2 separate regions of the Sus scrofa genome follow, and region 2 is linked to region 1. A link is a contact called in public HiChIP or PLAC-seq data. All regions are on one chromosome and are shown on one strand. Each heading gives the region's core, a stretch centred on a gene start, on an enhancer-like site or on the middle of the called end of the contact. The rest is flanking DNA. Distances are from core to core; before and after follow the strand shown.

Evidence for each region. HiChIP or PLAC-seq counts read pairs in DNA pulled down with a chosen protein or histone mark.
Region 2: an H3K27ac HiChIP or PLAC-seq map of alveolar macrophages shows a contact between it and region 1. The contact joins two enhancer-like sites.

What each region holds. Positions count from the first base shown.
Region 1 is chr10:21,341,708-21,345,723 of Sscrofa11.1, forward strand. No RefSeq gene overlaps it. Among named protein-coding and RNA genes, the nearest start is that of ATP6V1G3, 51 kb to the right of the region's middle. Within about 2 kb of position 2,659, at least 2 of the 83 cell types and tissues checked have an H3K27ac peak or open chromatin away from gene starts, as enhancers often do. A contact at or near this core is called in alveolar macrophages, where this site is marked.
Region 2 is chr10:21,567,390-21,571,386 of Sscrofa11.1, forward strand. The region is part of intron 18 of PTPRC (receptor-type tyrosine-protein phosphatase C); the gene reads left to right. Among named protein-coding and RNA genes, the nearest start is that of PTPRC, 86 kb to the left of the region's middle. Within about 2 kb of position 1,957, at least 1 of the 83 cell types and tissues checked has an H3K27ac peak or open chromatin away from gene starts, as enhancers often do. A contact at or near this core is called in alveolar macrophages, where this site is marked.

The DNA.
Region 1 (4,016 bases), core at 1,409-3,908:
TTAGAGTGTAGGTGGAGGGAGAGAATGTTACCACACTTACAGTTTTTTTCAAAAGATAATACGTTAGTCTTATTCCAAACGATAATTTGTGACTCAGATTTTTAAAACTTCTCCTTTTAGAATAATTTTATATCTACAGAAAAATTGCAAAAATAGTGCATAATTCTTATATATCCCATACCCAATATCTCTTATTATTAACATCATTTAATAGTATGAAATATTAGTCATAATGAATGAACCAATATCACTAGCCTATTAACTAAAGTCTGCACTTTGTTCATATTTCCTTGGTTTTAACTTAGTGTCCTTTTCCTGCTCCAAGATCCCATGTAGGATGTCACATAGCTCTTGGATGTCATGTCGCCCTAGGCTCTTCTCAGTTGTGACAGTGTCCTCATTTTTGATGACCATGACAATTTTGGGGAGTCCTGATCAGGCGTTTTGTATAGTGTTCTTCACTTGGGATTTGTCTGCTGCCATGGTGAGTTCTGGGAAGGAAGGCAAAGGGATAAAGTAGCATCAGAGTTCCCATTGTGGCTCATTGGGTTAAGAATATCCATCAGGATGTGGGTTTGATCCCTGGCCTTGCTCAGTAGGTTAAGGACCCAACGTTGCCACAAACTGCGGTATAGGGTGTTGATATAGCTGAGATCTGGTGTGGCTGTGGCTGTGGTGTAGGCCAGCAGCTTGCAGCTCCAATTTAGCCTTCAACCTGGGAACCTATATATGCTACAAGTTTGGCCCTAAAAAAAAAAAAAAAAAGAAAAAAAAGGATAAAGTAGCATCCTTTAAAAAAACAGCATCCTTTAAAGAAAGAAAAGGATAGTGGTAGCAAGACTTCACAACTGTCAACCTGGGCCACCAGGCTGAGGTGTACTTGGCAGGCTTTTCCGGAGTGAAGTTACACTTCTTTCCCTCTTTTATGCTTTGCTGTTTAGAAGAAATTGCGCTCAGACCTCATTGAAGGGTGGAGGTTTTTTCCACCTTCTTAAGGCGGGATTATCCGAATGAATTACTTGGCGTTCTTCTGGACAGGAAATCTGTGTAATCTCCCCACCTACCTATCTATTCAATTGCTTATTCACATTAATGAGGATCATGAATATTTATTTTATACTTTGACTGTCACAAGTTCCTTAGATTACGTGAAACTGTCTGGTTTAATCGGGACCCCCGATTTTGATTTTATGAGTTACCACTTCTCAGCACATACTCAAAATTCTAGGCACAGGACACCCTTGTCCTCGAACCATCACTCTCTCTCAGGCACCTGTTCCTTCACCTGTATGACCTGGTCCACATTTCATAGTTGAATGCAGGTCAGTCTTTAAGATGCAGCTCCTAGGAATTCCTATGTGGCTGAATGGTTAACAAATCCGACAAGGATCCTTGAGGATGTGGGTTCGATCCCTGGCCTCGCTCAGTGGGGTAAGGATCTGGCACTGCTGTCAGTGGTGGTGTAGGTTGCAGATGTGGCTCGGATCCTGAGTTGCTGTGGCTGTGGTGTAGGCTGGTGGCTGCAGCTCTGATTCGACCCCTAGCCTGGGAACCTCCATATGCCGAAGGGGTGGCCCGAAAAAGCTAAAAAAAAAAAAAAAAAAAAGATGAAGCTCCTATGATTGCTAGAAGTTATCCTCTCTCTTTGCTTCCTTGGCAGGTCTGTGTCGGTCCATTACGGTATTTGTCACATTATCTAATATTGGTTTGCCTGTTTACCTCCCTAACGAGCTTGCGAAGTCATTGTGACAGTGGCCTTTCCTCCCTCATTTCTCTGTCCTTGGGCATCTGGCTCCCTGCCTGGCATAAAGAGGTTCTTAACAACAGAGCTGAGTGGAAGGACCAGGCATGCAACTTTGCTCATTACGGAAGTGGATTTTGGAAGCACTGAGCTCTTTCTTGAGAAAAGTGACATCGCAGATCTGCTATTAACAGGGTATATATTTTGAGTGGTTTTCACCATCTTGCCATGATGTGTGCATTCTGATCAGCTCGATATCCTGACGCCGCCGTCTTTGAAGCTCAGGCATTGGTGCGATGGCTGGTCAGAGGGAGGGTCGCAGGTCCTGGCCCAGGAAAAGCCCTAAACTCTGTGAGGAGGACGCACCCCCCTGGGCAAGGATGGAAACGGGGTGACCTTTGTCTCATTAGCAGACGGCCCCAACCAACCGAGCTCACCAGCCAGACTACAAAAGCGGCAGAGAAGGAATGGAACAAACACAGAGGCTCACTCTGTAACATCAAAACCTCAGCCTGTCTTGACCACACAAACTGGCTTAACTATTTTGACTGTCAAGTAGTCACGCAACTATTTAAGTCCGTCAAAAAGCAGTTGAATTAGCCAAAAAATATGTCTGACTTTTTTTTTTTTTCTCCTCTCTGATGAGACTTTGAGGGCTGGTTTGACGGGTCCACGTTTGCAGAAACAGTCACACTTTCTTTGCCAGGAGAGGATGCTTCTTTTTTTTTTTTTTTTCATTGAAATTAATGAAATAACCGTTACATCATATACCTTCATTTCCTCCCCAAGACGTGTCAGACTATCAAATCAGCTAAGGAAAAGGCTCATCTTTTTTTCCCTTTGAAATTACAGATGGGCCAGTGTGGTTCCGAATTAAGTGTATGTAGAGTGCCATCTAGTGCCTGAAAAGAGGATGCCCGCACAGCTGTGGAGAAATCAGAACACAGGAGATGGCTGTGAACAAAACAGCCTCCAAAGCACTGGTCGGAGTCAGGGTAGCAGTTTCTGGCTTCGAGATTATTCCTCACAGCTGACAGGGGATTGACATTTTATCACACTGCCTCGTGTGGGGTATTAGCGATTAAAGTAGAGCTTGAAAAGAATCCCCAAAGTGTAACCAGAGGAGTTCCCATTGTGGCTCCACGGAAACGAATCTGATGAGCATCCGTGAGGATGCAGGTTCGATCCCTAGCCTCGCTCAGTCGCCAGGGAGCCAATGTTGCCGTGAGCTATGGTGTAGGTGGCAGACGTGTGTTGGATCCCATGTTGCTGTGGCTGTGGTGTAGGCAGGCAGCTGTGACTCTGATTCGACCCCTAGCCTGGGAACCTCTACATGCCTCGGGTGCGGCCCTTAAAGAGAGAGAGAGAAAAAAGAAAAGAATGTTGTAGAATGTCATAAGCAATCTCATCCAGTTGTCACATAACAAAGTGATAATATTTTATGAGGGATGAGTTCTTTGGTGGCGCAGCAGGTTAAGGCTGTGGCGTTGTCTCCGCTGAGGGGTGGGTCATTGCTGTGGTGCGGGTCATTGCTGTGGTGCAGCTTCAGTCCCTGGCTTGGGAACTTCCACATGTGGCAGGCCTGGCCAAAACCAACAAAAAAATTCACAGGGAGTTTGTTCAACACAGTGGGTACTGTTCTATCCATCCCAGCTACTCACACACAACCAGCAGTTTATTGTTTTTTGGCTTTTTCCTGTCCATCTGATTCATTTCAGGTCATTCACGTTGAAGTCTTAATATTGCTATAGAAATAAAGTCGCATTTTATAAATAATTTGCAGTTAAAAATACTTAAACAGTGTTATTAGTTTTTCTTTTTTTGTTGTTGTTTTTTTTGTTTGTTTGTTTTTTGTGTTTTTTTTGGCCATGCCTATGGCATGCAGAATTTCCCAGGAATTGAACTGAGCTACTGCAGTGACTCAGGCCACTGCAGTGACAACGCCGGGTCCTTAATCCGAGGGGCCACATGAGAACGCCAAAGAGTGTTCATTTTTAAAAAGCAAATTATCACGTTGCAGATGAGCTATTGAATGTACCTGATGAAAAGCAGGTTTCTTATTCTCAGGAAGCCTCTCCTAGTGGCCACCTCTCCCTAATTGCCCATCCTGGGAGGAAATCCTTCACCACTGCAGGATTATGTCACCGTGGATGAAAAAGATGCTTAAATGCTAAAATATGCATGACTTCGTCTACCTGCATTATCAGCTCCTCTCGGCTTATTGGTAAGCAATCGCCGTGCCCCTGGGCTAAACCAGCCGGAAGTGGTGAAGATC
Region 2 (3,997 bases), core at 707-3,206, 220 kb after region 1:
ACACACCCAGTGAGGGGATCTGGCCACGGGAATGTGGGTAGCGGTACCCACGACTGGCCAGGGACTGTGTCCTTTTTGACCCTCTAGGAGGCAACAGAGATGTAAAATGGATCATGTGTGTGGGTGCCGGAGTCGCTGGCTTAGGAGCCCCATGTTAAGAAAGGAAATCAGTATCTCTTAAAATAATTCCAGATGTGCCAACAGGGATGTGCCCAGTGACAAAATGTGCCCTGGGCTAGTGCACTCAGGAGACACAAAGCCAGGACTTCCATTGTTCACCATCGTTCATATGCAACCATCCTAGTCCACATGCCCTTTAGAAACCAGCCATCACATTTACATTAGCGTTGTTGCCAGGTAACAGCTACTATTCCATCTTTATCACATTCCCACTTCAGTGGGGCCAGAGGGTTATTCCAGGCTCCTTTTTTTTTTTTTTCCCCATGAAGCCGAAAAAGGTATCATTAACTCTTCGTTCACAAGAGCATTTTCATAAGAGCTGAATAATGTAGTTATGTGTTAATAGTGACATCTGCTCCAGCAAAGGTCTTGGGGTGCAAGTTGCAAAAACAGAGCTGCTAGAAATGTATGTCTGAGTTCCCTGGCATCACATCCTGTTGCCTGGATCTTGACAACTTTCCCAGCTGAGCTTCCTGTTCTCGTTCGGGACTTTCTAGAGGTACAACTCGCATGCCATCATAAAATTTTTCTGCATCGGTTTCCTGTCTTAGGATTGATGCATTTGAATCTCATGCATTTTTAATTTTAATTTTAACTTTTGCTTTTTAGGGCCACACCTATGGCATATAGAAGTTCCCAGGCTAGGGGACGAATCAGAGCCACAGCCACAGCCACGTGGGATCTGAGCTGCATCTGTGACCTTTACCACAGCTCACCGCAAGCCCGGCTCCTTGACCCACTGAGCAAGGCGAGGGAATGAACCTGCATCTTTGTGGATACTAGTCAGGTTAGTTTCCACTGCACCACAGTGGGAACTCCTCATGCAGTTTTAAAAATCTTACTGGTTTGTATCTTCTAGTGTAAGAAGAAAATATCCTAATGATTGCATGCATGAAAATATCTTTATTCTGTTCTGACACTTAATCAACATTTTGCCCTGGCGTAGACTCCACATTTAAAAATCTAGAATTTAAAAATCATGTCTGCTCTGTTCCCCTGCATCTAGAATTACATTCTAGATGCAATTTGCTACCTGTTTCTCATTCTTATGTTCCTTCATTTCCTCTTCTCCCTGGAGATTTTAGGCTTTCCTCTTTATTCTTGGTCTAATGTGGGTCATTTTCACTTATTCTTTTGGATGCTGCCATTGGCCTTCATGACCTGGAGGCTTATAGCTATGAGAAATTTTCTTTGCTCTGCTCTTTTTTTTGCAGTCTTTTTGGAATTTGCATGAGTCATATTTAGGAATCCTACACTGATGTGTTCTTTGGTACTTATCATCATTTGGTGCATTTATTTATTTGCAAAATGTCTAGTACGTGTTGGCCTTCTCTTTGTCTCTTGATAGATATAAATAGATAGATAGGTAGATAGATAGATAGATAGATAGATAGATAGATAGATAGATAGATAGATAGACAGACAGACAGACAGACAGACAGACAGATAGATAGACAGATAGATAGATAGATAAAAACATACATAGACACACGCAGGACACATACAGACATCCTACAATACCATCTAAAGAACAAATCATTGCCACTTCATAGATGAGGAAAGGTGAACTCAGATCATTTAATTGGTCCGCCCTGTGTTGAGTCAAAAAAATGGCAGAGCCACGATTCAAACTTAAATCTGGCATCAGAAAATCTTCACGTGAAGCTACTTTTCTATGTTCCTGATTTTATGAATTCCCAGTGAGAGATGTTCTGAGCATGAGACACACTATTTGGGCAGCCCATGGCCTGGATGAGTCATTTCTATGTTTTCGATTGCAGGAGAAATCTCTTGTGCTCAGGAAGATTTCCACGGACTGCAGAGAAAATAGGTTCCCCTTATGTTCTTACCATTCTACTTTATTTTTTCATAAATCTAAGGAAAACACGTAATAATTTGATGTGTTCGTTTACCTGTATAGCTTTTGTTCCCCCCCACCCCCAGATAAGGAAAATCCCCTCAGAACTGGTACCTTTTTATGCCATATTTTCTTTTGTACCCAGAGACCATCCCAGTTGTAAGACACTTGGCATTTGCTCAGTAACAATGGGATGAATAAGGGGTATGAATGCACGAAGCCAGTGTTGGGTGCTGGGATGCATAAACCCTCAGGTCCCGGTGATGTAGCAGAATGGACATTTCTTACTCCACAGCATTGCAGGATGTTTGTATGCCTGTAGAGACGGGGTTCTGCTCCACACCCTCATTCAGAACCCCAGGCAGACACAAGGCTGCCCTCTCCCATATGTGACTTCTGATTTTGAGATGGCCAGCAACATCCAGCCAGCAGTTTGGAGAAGAGAGGTGTGTAGAGTCTCTCCAGAGGGTGTAAGCACCACACCTGGGACCACTTCTACCCTTATCTCAGTTATCTGGACACACTGAGCAGCAAGGAGAGCTGGTCCAGGTCTGCCAGGGGAAGGGAGGGAGGAGGTGAGGAAGGGAGGATGCTGGTTGTCTCAGAGGCAGCAAACGGTATGGACTGTCCCTAGACAAAACTGCAAGGGAGGCAATATTTTGTATTCGTTTTCCCTCTAACAAATTACTGAAACCCAGCAGCCTAATACCACACCAGTTATTAGCTCACAGTTTCGTCGGTCAGAATTCCGGCTCCCTGTGACCGGCTCTTCCACTCAGGGTATCACACAGCTGAAATCCAAGTGTCAGCCATGATGAGTGTTTATCTGGAGAACATGCAGAAAAATGCTTCCAGGGTCATTCCAGGTTGCCAGAGTCCTGTTTCTTGATGTTGTTGGACCAATGACTTGATTTCCTGGATGGGCTGTGGGCCAGGGTTTGCACTCAGCTCCTAGAGGCCCACATGGCCTCCTCCCTCTTCCCACCACAGCAGCGTGTGGAATCCTTCTGGTGCTTCGGATCTCAGGCTCCTGCTTTTAGGGACACTTGATGAGGTTGGGCTCACCCAGAACAATCTCTATGGATTAAAATCTCACTGACAGGAGACTCAGATTCTCTCTGCACAGCCTCACAGCCACAGTACCTAGATTAGTGTTGGATTAAATAAGTGGGACCTGGGAAGCTTGGGCACCACCTTGGAATTCTGCTCACTGCATTTTTCCTGAAGAATACCCAACTTCTCAGCCTATCCCTGCCTTAGATGTATCATTTCTGTACTGCCTTAGAAACATGATTTAAGAGGATTGATTTTGTTTCTTCATCTAAAGTAGTAAGAACACCAAGTCTCTTCCTAGCTTCATGAACTCTAGCAAACCACAGCTGTGGTATTTCAAATCAACACACTGCCCTCACCCCTTTGAAGCCTTCCACTCCCTCCAGGCATGATGACAATTTACAACCCCTCACTCTAATCACGCTCTTGCATTTATTCATTTTTTATATAATTACTCAATGAATTGTATTACATTTATAGTTGCATTTAATTTATGGGATTATAGTTGATTTATAATGAGGTATACAGCAGAGTGAATCAGTTATACATATATCCATTTCTTTTTTGAGTCTTTTCCATATAGGCTATTACATAATTTTGAGTAGTGTTCCTTGTGCTACACAGTAGCTCCTTGTTCCTCATCTATTCCATATAGTCATGTATAATGTCAATCCCAACCTCCCAATTTATCCCTCCCCCCTGCACTTCCTCTTTGGTAACCATAAGTTTGGTTTCAAAATCTTTGAGTTTGTTTCTATTTTGTGAATAAGTTCTTTTGTATCCTTTTTATTAGATTCCAAATATTAGTGATCTCATATGGTATTTGTCTTTCTTTATCTGACTTATTTCACTTTGCATGAGAATCTCTAGTTGCATCTGTATTGCTGCAAATGGCATTATTTTGTT